Linked DNA regions of Podarcis muralis: region 2 is linked to region 1. A link is a contact called in public Hi-C data. All regions are on one chromosome and are shown on one strand. Each heading gives the region's core, a stretch centred on a gene start, on an enhancer-like site or on the middle of the called end of the contact. The rest is flanking DNA. Distances are from core to core; before and after follow the strand shown. Region 1 holds the start of LOC114599473 (rho GTPase-activating protein 39-like). Region 2 holds the start of RALGAPB (Ral GTPase activating protein non-catalytic subunit beta).

Region 1 (7,071 bases), core at 1,990-4,489:
AGCCATTTTGCCTTGACAACATTACCCTGGGCATTATTCAGCTGTAAAGAGGGAGGAGAGGAAGCAGCCAAATCTTAATTTCTTTATTTTAAAACTTTTAAAATATACAAAACTTGGGCTGCAATCCTATATACACTTACCTGGCTTTTGTATCATTGAATTCGGTGGGGCTTATTTCTGAGTAGCCACTCATGTATAGGATTGTACTGGCTAACACGTGACTTGTTAGTCTTCACTCCGTAATACGGATTTTCCTGTTGCACTAAAGTTGTTCAGAAAGATTTACGATACAGGCCATTTGTTCCCTTTTGTTGGACAAGAGGCTCTAATCCTACAATTTGCTGATCTGCACAGGTGGGCAGGCTGTAGGCTAAACACAGACCAGATTAAAGAACGAGCAATATTTATAAAACATGTAAAGAACTACTTCAAACAGAAAGATTAGGAAAACATGCATTAGTGCAGACTTATGCCGTTTTAAAAATATATATATTTATTAGGTAACAAACACTACATAGAAATAAACATTTAAAAAGCAGAGGGAAACAAGTCATCGCTGAATCCCTCTGAAGAATGTACATGTCTCCAAGCAGAATAAAAACAGTACATATTTGGTTTTCAATGTTTCCAAGAAAATGCTCCTATTCAAGTACACATGGCCTTCACTTTTATCTTGGAAGTAATAGTTCTACATGGGAGTGGGTTACAAAAGAAACAAAAGCACACTAGCATAAAAGGTAGGAAAAAAAGTACAAAGAGATAAAAGGGTATATCCAAAAGAAGTGCAGAAAGACCTTTCTAGTACAAACAGCTTGGATCAACATGTTTACATTGAGGTTTCAATCTTGTGCACACTTACTAAGGACCAAGTCACATGGAAGTAAGTCTCAAAGCCTATATGCCCAGAAATAAACTGCACTTCTGCGCTAAACAGCAGTCCCCCATATCACACTTGGAAACCAGTTTGAGACACACACTATTGATTGCCATATACCGTATTTCCTCGGTGTGAGTGTGGTGACTGTTCTTCAGAGAAAAATGCCAAAGGCATATTGGGCATGAACTCTTTAATTTGGGCAGTTCTTTGGATCATAGCCCTATGTTGTAGAACAGTGGCTCCCAAAGATTTCCTCCATGGACCAGTGGAGAACTGCCAACAATCTTGGCAGACCGCTTAATTTTTCTACCCAAGGTTGAATGATGTATGATTTTAAATTTGTTTTTATTACTTCCATTGCAGTTTACTATATCACAATTTTAATTCCATAAAATAAAATTTAAAATACAACAAGATTCCTGCATTGCAGGCGGTTGGACTAGACAACCCTTGTGATCCCTTCCAATTATACAATTCTATTAATAAATAATAAAATACAATGCAAGAAACAAAAGAAGCAATAAAAATACATTTAAAAATCAACAAGAATATTTACTGCGGACCACAGTTTGGGAACCCTTGTTGTAGAACAATTTACTTCTCTACGTTTTCAAAAAAGTTATTTTCTGTAAGAGTACACTATCAAGTAAGGATATAATAATGATAAAAAATGAGTAATGGGATATCTTTTATTGGTCCAGCAACTTCTGTTGATATAAGAGTATGTGCACACATACAAGCTATATTTTTGTGTGTCTATACTACATACAAATCAGAAAGTACAACTACAAACACAGGCACACTTATAAAAATAGAATCCATTCCATTAAAAAGTATCAGGTTGCCTATTTTGCATTCCATATTCTGGCACCAACAGCGCAAAGCTGCCTACAACACAGAAGAGAGGCTCAGAAGGTCAGTGGCTGATCAGCCAAATAAAATAGCCTCCTGACTAGAACTGCTAGATCTGTATACTAACCTATTCATGGATCCCAGCATAGGACAAAAGAACCAAATGGGTGCCTGTCCCAGTCAATACATAAGATACGACTTTTCCAAGTGCATGATCAGTCCCTATAGAAGCAACACTACTGTTCATAAACATGTGCAGGGATTGCATGCATCTATACTATGTTCCACTGCAGTTTGGAACCCACGACCCTGTACATACATTCCCGCATGCCAAGTTTGCAGATGGGAAATGGAGTCCCAGTGAGAAGAAGGGGCTTGGTGACATCCTACTGCGTATGTCAGCCACGGCATACTTGGGCTCTGTAGTAACCCTAAACACATGTGATTTCTAAAAGTACCCACTCAAGATCACAATGCAGATCCGTTGACCTTCAGCTCCCTTTGTCACGCTCACAACCAGCGTGGTTAACTTAACTTAGTTATGCAAAGGTGATCTTTCCAGCGCTTTTCCGGGCACGGTTCTGGATAAAGCAGGAATTGCAATCCTTGTTAGCTACTGGAAGTATGGCTGGCACCCGGAGGCGAGAGTCATTACAGTGCTTGCAAGTGTGCAAGGCTGCAGTCTCAAGCATGATGCACCAGCGCATCATCATCCATTCTTCGCCTATAAGACTATATGCCCCCACCGAAGCAACCACCGACATAGCGCGGTAATCCGCCGCCGCCTAAAGCCACTCACTCCCACGATAAATCGACCAAAAACCAGAACATGTGAAAATGCACCATGCCACCTTCGTGGGGAGACACTTAGCCGGTCTATGCCGAGGCGGGGGGCGGATTAAACTTCATTTCCAGCAGGGTCGCGCAACTCTGTTCTTTCACCACAATCCCAATATTTTCCCCGCCGCCGCCGCCGCCTCCCGCCCATTGTCCGGCTCCCCTTCCCCCAGTTTTAGGAAATTCCCTCAGGAGCCCAAAGCCGATTAAGAGGAGCTCCCAAAGAGCGCCAAGGGCCCTTTCGCCGTTCATGCCCCCCCAAACGGGACGTCCAAAAGTTCCCGCACACTTTTCTTTCCTCCCCTCAGCCGCGCGCTCGCCGGGGAAAGGAGCGCGGAATGGCGGCGGAGGCTTCTCCATACTTTTCCCTGCGTCTGGGGCCCAGCCCTGCGCCCCACCCAGCGCAACAGGTAGGGAGGCGAGCGGTCGGACAGGGGATCCCCTCCGTCCCGAAGTTGCTGGCTGGGATCCGACGGCCGCACTCACCTTTCCGCCATGTCCTCCGCTCGGGCCGCGCCGCCCGGGCTTCCCTCCTTGTACCCCTCCGGCTGAGCGAAGGCTGCTGCTGCTCCTGAGCGAGTCGGGATCAGGATGTGAAACCCGATCCCGCCTGCTGCCGCCGCCGCCGATGCTGCCCCTCCCGGCTTCCCGTGGAGCGGAGGGACCCCGCTCTCCAGTCCCTCTGGTGGGGAAAGCCAGCTCAGGCCTGGTAGTGAAATCTGGAAAGGAAAGGGGACCTGGGATTAAACATTAGCGAGGGGCCGCGGGAGTTTAGTGTGCTAAAAGCGCTTGTTGCTCCTTTCCCGAGTCGGCGAAGCTTTATAGACGCGGCAGCAGACGGTCGGTTCTCCTTCCCCGTCAATCGAAGGTCACGCTTTTCAGCACTACATGCCCAAATCAAAACCACCTCATCTTTTAAACCGTTTTAATAACCACTTTTTCCCCTAAGAGGTAGCTGAAGAGGAAATATTTCATTTCTTTTTTGCACTTTCAGAGCATGTTTATTTTATTTTATCCGTTTTAATGATTGCCTAGCCCTAGACAAGCAGGCGGTAATGGTTATTCTGGATTAATAAGAAGCAAAGTGTCTTTATGCACAGCCATTCTACTACATACATTAGTAAAGAAGAGGTATTCATGGTTCCGTGATCACAAACAAGGATTAGGCATGAACTAAGTTTGGAAAATGTGTGGAAATGTAACTTTGGGGATATCTTTATAACTTGGTTCAGTATTGCCTCCTTTTTACTTCAGATTAGATTATCCAAACCACTTGGTTCTGTTCTTGCAGTCTTTAACATAGAGGGTGGGTGGGTGGGAATCTCAACATTCTTATCCCTATAAATAGAATAAATATAAAAGGATAGTTGAAGTAATTTTGCAGATACCAAATCTATATTAAATGATCCACAGTAAAATTATCCTAACTTCTCAGGTATACACTGCGCTATCAACATTACAGTTCCCATATGAGGAATATGGAAAGCTATTTCACTTTACTGTTTTGAACCTTAAGACTCATGCCAGAAAATACATGCACAAAATAATGTGTATGTGATGGTATAAAAAGGTAAGTACCAGTTTGATGGCAATATATTGTCACACTTAAGGAAAACATCTAATAAGAATATATATGAGAGACATACCTTTGCTTTATATAGTATGGAACTTTCTTTATAGAAACTTTATAGAACTATGTCACTGTGAAATTAGGATATTTCATACAGTTTATTGGGAATTCTGAACATAAAATAATTTTCTCCCTTAGAATTATTCTATATTATTTCCTTATGAACGGCCTAATAAGGAGGATGTGTTCCCCAATTAGTTTTCTGCCAGAACACTGCTCATCAAGCAACAGGGTTGTCATGCTTGGAAACAGGTGAAATAAAGTATTCATTGTGTTCTATGGTTTATGGGATATAGAGCGCCATATACTAACTGTGTTCTATTGTAGTAAAGCATATCTGCATTACTAATATGAAAGGAGAGTGCTGTGTGGAAACCCCAATGGGACATTTATTGAGACTCATTAAACCACAATAATTCAGGCCAGCATCCTATTCTCACTAACAAGGTCTAATGGCCTTGAACAAGTCACTTGACAGCCAACTTTCTTCCTTAGGAAAGCATGCCAATTATTGTGCACTTCTTTCAAATATAATGCAATTGCAGCCCCTGGTGGCAGCTCTTTCCAATTAAATCACAACTCTCATCTAGTTAGCCTGGCATATTATTATTTTTTTGCGTCAGTAAAAACTTGAAACTAACTTTGGCATATTCTGCATAAGAAACTTTGAGATCCATATATGTACTTTGATAAACTGAACCCCTCAGATATTTATTCCCATTTTGGGAGACTCACTAGAATTGTTTTTCAGGGGCTTTGAAACAGAATGCTATAAATTATATTTGTTCAAGCATGCAGTTAACAGTATCTCAAACAGCATAGATCACAATCCTGTAGATTGACACATACAAATATTTAAACCCCAATATTACAGTTGTACCGTATACAATGGTGGGGACATGTCGTGCTCCTTCTGTGGTAGTTTGTCCACCTTTGGTTCCCACCCTGCACTCAGCTCTCACCTGTAGCTCCTACAAGCTGCCAGCATGCAACAGCGGCCACTCCCAGGTAATGGTTTGATTGGCTGGCTAAACCAGGTGAGAGTAGTCAATGGGTCTCAGTGAGTTAGGGACCTCCCTGCATGCAAAGACAAGCTGCAGCGGATTGCAGTGGACTTGACCAATAGTGGGTTCAACTGTCAATAACATGGTTTCTACTTGTGCTGTAGAGGGGAGTGACGGGTAGATTGGGCCCGGAAAGGTAGCCCATTTAGGGCAAGGAAACTCTGATCCTAAACCTCTGCTGCCTTGTGGGATATCTTCAGGAGGAGAAAAGGCTAAGGAGTTAGCCTTAAACAAATCCGGACTGGAGTCCCTAAGCCGGTTGGATGGTGTTTTGTACGCTGCCTTTTGTCAACTCCTGCAGCCAAGCTGGTGACAGACACAGTGCTCTGCTTTCCTTCGCACCACATCGGCAAGGCGGGGGGGGGGGGGGCGTGTCTTATAATCTGGGCAGGCCAGGACCTCCATACACACTGCCTAGGCTTGTGTCCCAAGGAGCTCACAGTGCTGCTGCTAATGCAGCTGTTTGACTTCTTTCTTAGAGGCACATTCCACTGGCCTTCGAGACAGATTGATACCAACAATTATTCTCTGACTAGGAGAATAAGAGAGGAAGCTATCCCAGAAGAGCTTGCATTTGGTGCCAAATTTAAAAGATGACAACTTGCAAAGGAACAATCGGGTGTGCATTCTAATGGTCCTCGTTGTTCCTTTGAAATTGCAGCTTTACCTGTCCAACCTGACCTGATATCAGATGTGATGACAGATGTAGGAAGGGTTGGTGTGACTGGGGAAACATGGTATTGTGGGCCAAATTAGGATTTCTGGTGGATTAATATTGTCTGCAGGCCAGAAATTCACCATGCCTGTAAGAGGATAAAGTGTACATGTACCAACATGTAGCACTGTCACCAGACCCACCAAGTGTCCCTATTTTCCAGGGACGTCCCTGATTTAGAGAAGCTGTCCTGGTTTCTGATTTGATCCCAGGATGTCCCGCTTTTCCTTAGGATGTCCCTATTTTCACCGGGGAAATATTGGAGGGTATGGAGTTATTTGACCCCCAAGCCGTCTGAAGGCAATCCTGTAGGGAAGTTTTTTTTAATGTTTAATGTTTTATTTATGCTTTTATATTTGTTGGAAGATGCTCAGAGTGCTGGGGCAACCCAATAAGATGTGTGGTGTATATAAAAAAAAAAATAGCATTATGGAATGGGACGTCCTTATTTTCATCAGAGAAATGTTGGAGAGTATGTGTTACTGGAAGAGCTCCAGTACTTAGTTGCTTTTAAAAAATGAAATAGCCAGTTTATAAACTTTGTTGAGGTACTCAGTGCTGTTGTGCTTTTTTTGGTTATCATGTATATTCTTTGCTTTTTGGTGGTACACTTTGTGCTTTGGTAAAATATTTATCAGGACTTAGAGGAGTCATATTGTGAAATCCTTTTGAATCATTGGGTACTATCTTATGTGCAACAAACTGTAAACAGCTCAACCAGGACATTCTTTAAACTATGTCTGCCTAGATTTGGTTAATAATTTCAAACTGTTTCCCCTCTGTGTGAGAGGTTTTGTTTTTTAAATCCTCTGGAATAGGCAAGGAAGGGGAAAAAAGGATTGCCTCAAGAGCTGGAAAGCTATGGTTTATTTTAAAGAGAAGATAGAATTGTGTTACACAGCTCTGCATGTTAAATAATTCAGGTTTTCCCCTAAATGCCTCTTAAAAGCCCACAAAGGGGAAAACAGCTTATTAGGGTAGTTATCATACAGGAGAGTACAAGCCGTCCAAATGAAAATGACATATTCTTATAGCTGCCAAAGCTCCACCCCGCCCTATGCTTTGTCTCTTAATTCATAAATCTCTTCCTCTGGAT
Region 2 (7,071 bases), core at 1,852-4,351, 210 kb before region 1:
GCAGAAACACAACCTTTTTTTGTGAATGCCTACCAAGATAAATGGTTTCGTACACCTTCAAGAAGGCAATGAGATTAACAATGTACCTCTTGGAAATGGGTAATACTTAGGGCCATTACAGTATGGACACTACTTCTAGTCTACCCACAAAGGGAAGAGGATCATAAGAGCATGGGATCTACAGAATGCAGACAGTATGGAGGTTCAAAACAAGAGGGGGAGTCTCTCAAGTATTTAGGTCTCAAAAAATGAAAGGCTTTAGAGGGCAAGTGCCAGAAGCTTAAGCTGGACACAGATGCAAACAACAAGCCAATGTATTTGCCACATCTGTTGAATATGCTCCCACTTCCCTGTCAGGAAATTAGTAGTGGCATTCTGCACAATAGTCTAACAGGCAGATTCACATAATTGCATTACAGTAGTAAACCTTACATGTTACAAAAAGCAGATAAATAAAGCAAGATAACTGGCCTCCAAATGTGCACAGCCTACGCGCTAAACATAATTGACAAAAAGCATTCCCGGCTTCCAGCTTATCTGGGGTCTTAAGTTTATAATACAAGAAATGCATCCACATGTTGCATTATTTTTCTCAAATGCTGAGTTTTTCTTATATATTTGCATAACTGTTCTATTGTTCTTGTTCATTATGTCTGCTACCATTATGCTTACAAAAGAATAGTGCTCCAGAGGATTTCTTACTTAGTGCATTGTATTGTTATGGGAGGGGAGGGAGTATGCAAAAATGCCCCTCCAGCACCACACCATAAAGGTAGACACCTTCCCCATTCTCTCTTACAAAATTTTACTATGGTATATTGTGCTCCCAAACAAAGATCTCCTTTTTGCTCTTCTGCATTTTCACATAACAAGAACAATGACACATACTCTCTGGTATACTTATTTTTGATCTGCTTCATGTGGAGTTTTTTGTTCATAGATGTACAACCACACTGCTTTGCCACAGCAGAAATACCACAACTGCATGTTTTTGCAAGAGCAACAACCCCACCCCATTGCTTTGTATTTTGATATTTTGAATGTTTGTTGTAAGCTGCTTTTGGCACAGCTCACACATATATTCAGAATGGCATGTAGACCACTGAAGGGATATAGAGTGGGAAGAAATGCTATTCAGCTAATCCGCAATAATTATGGTATCTTAAGTTATTTTATGTATGGTCTTTCAAGAAGTGTTACTATTCTGAGTACTTTTTCCAACTGGGTTGCTGAGGACTGAAAATGGCATATGTGCATATGATCTGAGCCTATAATTTGCCAGGTTCTTAGGTTAATTGCTGCATTTTTACTTTTTTTTTTATAACTTCAAAACAAAACATAAACCAATATATATCCACATACAAATTCATAGGTATTGTGGGCAGGATTCTACTTCTATTTTCATAAGGACTTCTACTTGCACAATGAGGCTTTCTCCTCCTGCCTATGAAATTGGCTTGGGGAGGGTCAGGAAAGCCCCCAGAACTGCATGGGGGGGGGGGAATACAATACTTGCACAGATAGAACAATCAGAAGAGTGCAACACTGAATTCTTTTTTATGAATATGTCCGAGGTATTACATTACCAGGTTTTGAAAAGCAGTCCTTTTGCAAACCTGTTTTTTTAGTAAAAACAGGATCTTCATAGCAATAACTTTAAAAAACAACTAAATTGGGGAAATCAGCGAGTAGAGTAACTGGCTGTTTGCCTTCAGGCATGAGACAAAACAGCAAAATCCTGTCAGTAAGAGTATAACTTCTAGCTTCAAAGAAGCCAGGATTTCAAGTTAGGTTTTCAAACAACTAGGATGAAAGGCAGTAAATACACAGACTGGATTACAGACTACAGCTGCCCCAAATGGAATGAGACAGCCGTCCCCAGCCTCTCGCCCTCCAAATGTTTTCAGCAATAACTCCTATAATCTGTGACTGTGGCTATGCTGGCTGGACCTGATGGGCATGAGGAGCCAACCATAACAGGAGACCCACAGGTTCTGCTCCCCTGCTTTAAGGGAATAAACTCTTTCCACAAACAGTATTAATGCGTAGCATTTATACACAGCGCTTTTTTCAAAGTGCTTCTCGCACATCAGTGTTGCCGATTTTTACAACTCCTCTGTCGCAAAGCACTATAATTACCCCTCTTTTTTGCAGAAAGCTGTGGAGTGCCGAAAGGTAAAAGCAGCAACAGGCGCAAACAAATTCATGACAACACATGGCTCCATTTGTACCTCAAGTCCCTCTTGATGACATGCTATCAGTATAGTTTCCACCCACCTGAGCTTGACCAACAGTGTCAGCATCTTTGCCTAATAAACATGTGTCTCTGGCTGTTTAAGTTTAAATCCTGCTACCTATTTCCGAGTTGGGAGAAGAAGTGAACCCAGAATTTGCCAGCTGGCCAACCTTGCCCAGCAGCAACAAGAACTACAAACTGGAGTGCAATCGTTAACTCACTCAGGCAGCTGCTGTAGGGGCTCTTCCTCGAGAGGGTGGGAGTGGGGAAAGGGATATTGCTTCGCCTCGGCAGGGCCTAGCTTTGCTTAAGCGCCCCATGGGGGGCTCCAGGATCCACCGGAAACAAGAGCAACTCCTCTCCCGCAGGGAGCACTTTCTCCCAGGAGCGGTCTGCCGGGAAGGAGGAGGCACAACCGCGCACACCGTTGAGGGAGGCAGCCCGGAGAAGACCCCCCCCCCCGCCTCCGACTACACCCTCCCGGGAAAGGAGGCGCCAGGATCGGGCGTCGAGGCCTCCAACCCGGGAATAATAAAGGAGCCAGGCAGCCCGGAGCGCAGAGGTCAGAGCGGGTGAGGGAGCGGGCCCAGCGGAGGGAGAGCGCGTCGTGGGCCGTGGTTCTTTTGCGGAGGGGGGGGTCGCCTGGCCGCGCTTACCTGCACCAAGGGGGCCGGCTAGCATGTCTGGGGCAAAGGCAAGCAGCTCCTCCTTCAAGCTCCCGGTTCCATAGTGCCCGCAGTGGGTGAGGGGCGGGGGGTGCGGGAGAGAAATCGGACGCTGCGCTCAGGTCTCTCCGGACACTTCCGGCCGCGCCAGAAAATTCACACCCTAGAGCCCCTGTTTCCACCCTACGCGGCGCGCACGCGCCTTGAGAACCTTCCGCGCCGCGCGAAATAAGTCCTCATATTCCCCCTACGGTCGTTCTCCACCGGAAGTACGCGTGCGTGCGTGATCTTTCCCTTGAAAAGCGGTGGGAGAGTAAGGTGAAGGGAAGAATTTTCAGGCAAGCTTGGGCGGCGTGCGCATGCGTAATGCCGTTCTATGCTCAGCCCTTTCGTTGACACTTTTAAAGGGGCCGGGTTCGTTTTAATTTGTCCTGCTGTTGCGTCCTTGTTGTTAAAATTCCTAACAATGCAGTCCTATGCGTACATGTCTACGCGGAGGTAAGCCCCGCTGTGTTAATAGTGGTAAATATATATATATATGGGCAAAAGGCCCGCAATACAGCCCACAAAAAGTTTTCAAATCTGCAGAATTCAAGCAATAACAAGCAGCTTGCAAAAATTTAAGGCAGCATAATCGCAAGGGCTTTTGTAAAAAAAACCTCAAAAGCCATACAGTGGTACCTCAGGTTACATATGCTTCAGGTTACACACTCCGCTAACCCAGAAATAGTGCTTCAGGTTAAGAACTTTGCTTCAGGATGAGAACAGAAATCGGGCTCCGGCGGCACGGCAGCAGCAGGAGGCCCCATTAGCTAAAGTGGTGCTTCAGGTTAAGAACAGTTTCAAGTTAAGAATGGACCTCTGGAACGAATTAAGTACTTAACCCGAGGTACCACTGTACTATCCAAATACACCTTTGCTTAACGACAAAGACCCACCAGTACCCATGCACCCCCTAGAACAGTAAGCCTTTAGAGACCTTGCAGGGAGCAGCTCCTAAGCAGGTTTTATGTTAAGGCAGGAAGCCAGGATTTTTGTTAGGCTGGGGCTAGACACCTACCTGTCATTAACCTCTGTCCGGCTCTGCCTAGCAGATTTGGAATGAAATGTCTCAACAGCAGTTGGTTTAGATTACTTTATATTGACTCCCAGTGCTCAGGAAAATCTGTCAAAATCTCTACAATTTCTATTTTTAGTTAAGTATTTTTATTTATTTACTTGATAACTATGCCCATGGGGCTGCACTCTGAAGTCTCCTGGGTTCTGCACCCACCTGTCATAATTTAGAATGGGCCTCTTTCCCACCCATGATGGGCTTTGATTTCCACATCAACCGTCAGGCAAGCTTGATTTGATTCCACCCCCCTCACTTGGTCACATTGTAAATCGTAATCCACCCCTTCTTCCTTAATGGGAGGGGAGAAAGCATTTTGTGGTTTGCCTCCGGTACCAAAATGTCTTGGGCTGACACTGCCGTTACACCCACTTTAAGGAGGTTAGAAAGCTTGCCTTTAATACAACAATAGATCAAAGTTTGCTAATGTTTTAAACACATGCATAATGGATGCACAAACCATTTGCACAATTACAAAAAGCAATGTCTGATAAAGCATTTGACTATAGCCAACAAGAAGGAGGAATAGTTAGTACTGCAGCACTATGCTGGCCTCTGCCTAAGAACAATTCTATTGTGGAATTTAGTTATAAGTTTAACAAGCCCAAACTTGGATGGCTAAAAAAAAAAAAAAAAAAACAAAGTTCAGAACAGCCTTCACCAACCCAATACCCTCCAGATGTACTACAACTCCCACCAGTCAGCACAAAAAAGTCTAGAGCTGCACTCTCCCTTCCGTTACAGAACTGGGCCCAGGAGTTAAAAAATACCTCACTGAGAATATCAAGATGTGAAAGGTAATTTCTACTAGAAGCTGTGATGGAAACTTGATTTAATAAATCATTATTATTATCTATTTGACTTACTCTTCACTTAACTACCAAAAAGACATATAAAACAATACATTTCAATAAAACCATTCCAGTAGCACACCTGTTCTGAAAGCCCTGCACTAACTGTCAGGGAGCTACCAGACCCAATTTAAGATGTTAGTACTAAGACTAGGCCACATGTTACAAATAGACATTCCCACTCTTAAGAGTGTGAGTGACAGGCTGGTGCAAGAAGGAAAGGTGAAGAGATTTTAAAAGTTGTGGAACCCCTTGGAGATACCTTCAGACTCTGGGGCTTCCACACAGTCCTGATTTTAAAAAAGCATTGAATTAGCTCTTGGTAGACTACGGCAGTGTTTCCCAACCGGTGTTCCGCGGCACACTAGTGTGCCGCGAGACGTTGCCTGGTGTGCCGCGAGATGTTGCCTGGAGGGAGGCGGGCGAGTCGGGCGGCGAGAGGCGGGGCGGCGGCGGCGAGGAGAGGCCGCCCAGCGCGGGGCTCTTGCCGTCTGCCTGCCTGGCTGCCTGCGTGGCGCTGACGTCACGGGGCTGTAACGTGCCCCACATAGGCACACGCGGGGCGGCGAGCGAGCGAGCTCCCACATCCCATCGCCGCTCGCTTCGGCCGGCCTACTGGGCTGTCACAGGCGGAAGGCCTGCGCATGCGCGAGGTTTTCGCGCCTTCGGGATTCCCTTCACGCCTTCCTCCTCCCGGGTCCTTGAGAGCGCGGGAAGCGGCAGCGTGAGACCGGCGTTGAGCCTGGTAGGTATTGCGCTTGCCAAGGCAGTCATTTGGGAAATGAAAACTTGCAAAGCAAGCAACCAGTTCAATCTGAAGTACGTGTATGCTTAATATCCTGTATCTGAAACCTGTTCTGCCCCCTCCCCCACACTTGGTGCCATTTTCATCTACACATGCAGCAGAGTAAGTTGACCTAGAATAGTACCGATTCAGATGGCAGATGGGAGAATGACAGTGCTGAATGCTTTCCCATGTAGAACAGTCCCTGCAAATAAAAACCTAGCATATTTGGAAGAGGGATGCTAGCCTAACCATTACCTTCTATGCTGTTACTATTTTTTTTTTTTTTTTACATAAGTAAAAAGTGACCTTTCCCCATCTGGCATGGTGGTGTGCCTCGAGATTTTTTTCATGAAACAAGTGTGCCTTTGCCCAAAAAAGGTTGGGAAACACTGGACTACGGTATTTACTCCTATATTTTAGAACAGAAGCCAGACACTAGATGGCGTTAGGAACCAGAATTTGGATTCATGCTAGCCTTTTTATGTGTGTTGGGGTGTGCAGGTGTGTTTACTTTCTTTCTCATGGTATTTTACTTGAAAATGATCAGCAGGAAGCAAAATGCAGTGGTAAAAATGCTGAACTTGTAACATAAATGTAAGCTGCTATTTCTGCTATGCTGATCTCACAAAACATGAAAAACATTGTGTTTCAAACTCTTCCTCCCCACGCATATAAACACTTATCCAAAGGGTAAGAGATTTCAGACTTTTAAAGGATCAGTTTCCATGAAAGGAAAGAGTACTGGAGACTCCCTGTGACTTGTTTGCAAAGCATTTTTAGGATAGAATCGCTTGCATCCACAGGGATCTTGACTCCACTGTTACAGCACATGAATTTCAAGGGGAATCCAGAGCACCGTCTAGTCTTGTTGTGTTGGATGGGTTTCAGTTGGTAAGGTTCGAGGATGTGGACAAGGTGCTTGGATCGGTCAGGGCAAACACATGCACTCTGAACCCTTGCCCCTCTTGGTTGAAAGAAACTATCAGGGAGGGGACAGCTGGCTGGGCCAGGGAGGTTATTAATGCCTCCCTGCGAGAGGGAATTGTCACTGCCTGCTTGAAGGAGGCAGTGGTAAAACCATTCCTTAATAAACGCTCCATGCACTTGGAAACTCCAAGTAACTACTGGCCAGTTGCTAATCTCCCCTTCTTGGGCAAGGTTCTTGAGCAGGTGGTTGCAGAAAAGATTCAGCCCATCTTGGAGGAAACTAGATCCATTTCAGTTGGCATTTAGGCCTGGTTTTGGCACAGAAACTGCCATGTATAAATTCCCCTTGATTTCTCAGTAGCTTTCAATACTATTACCCATGGTAATAGTAGCTTTCAATACTATTACCCATAGTATCCTTCTGGAGCAGCTTTCCAAGATAGAGGTTGGTAGCATCGCTTTGCAGTGGTTCTGTTCCTTCTTGGATGGTT

The links. A called contact is a pair of places that touch in the nucleus more often than the background predicts.
Region 2: a contact with region 1 is called in a Hi-C map of blood, with 6 times the contacts expected there. The contact joins the promoter of RALGAPB here to the promoter of LOC114599473 in region 1. A contact is called at or near these places in 2 of 3 Hi-C or Micro-C datasets (blood and tail).

What each region holds. Positions count from the first base shown.
Region 1 is chr5:70,933,725-70,940,795 of rPodMur119.hap1.1, reverse strand. It overlaps LOC114599473 (rho GTPase-activating protein 39-like), which reads right to left and starts at 3,239. Exons shown (of 10, transcript XM_077929171.1): 1 at 3,053-3,239; 2 at 141-370. The coding sequence starts at 193.
Region 2 is chr5:71,140,681-71,147,751 of rPodMur119.hap1.1, reverse strand. RALGAPB (Ral GTPase activating protein non-catalytic subunit beta) reads right to left here and starts at 3,101. Exons shown (of 32, transcript XM_028734815.2): 1 at 2,893-3,101. NDRG3 (NDRG family member 3) reads left to right here and starts at 2,667. Exons shown (of 16, transcript XM_077929173.1): 1 at 2,667-2,798.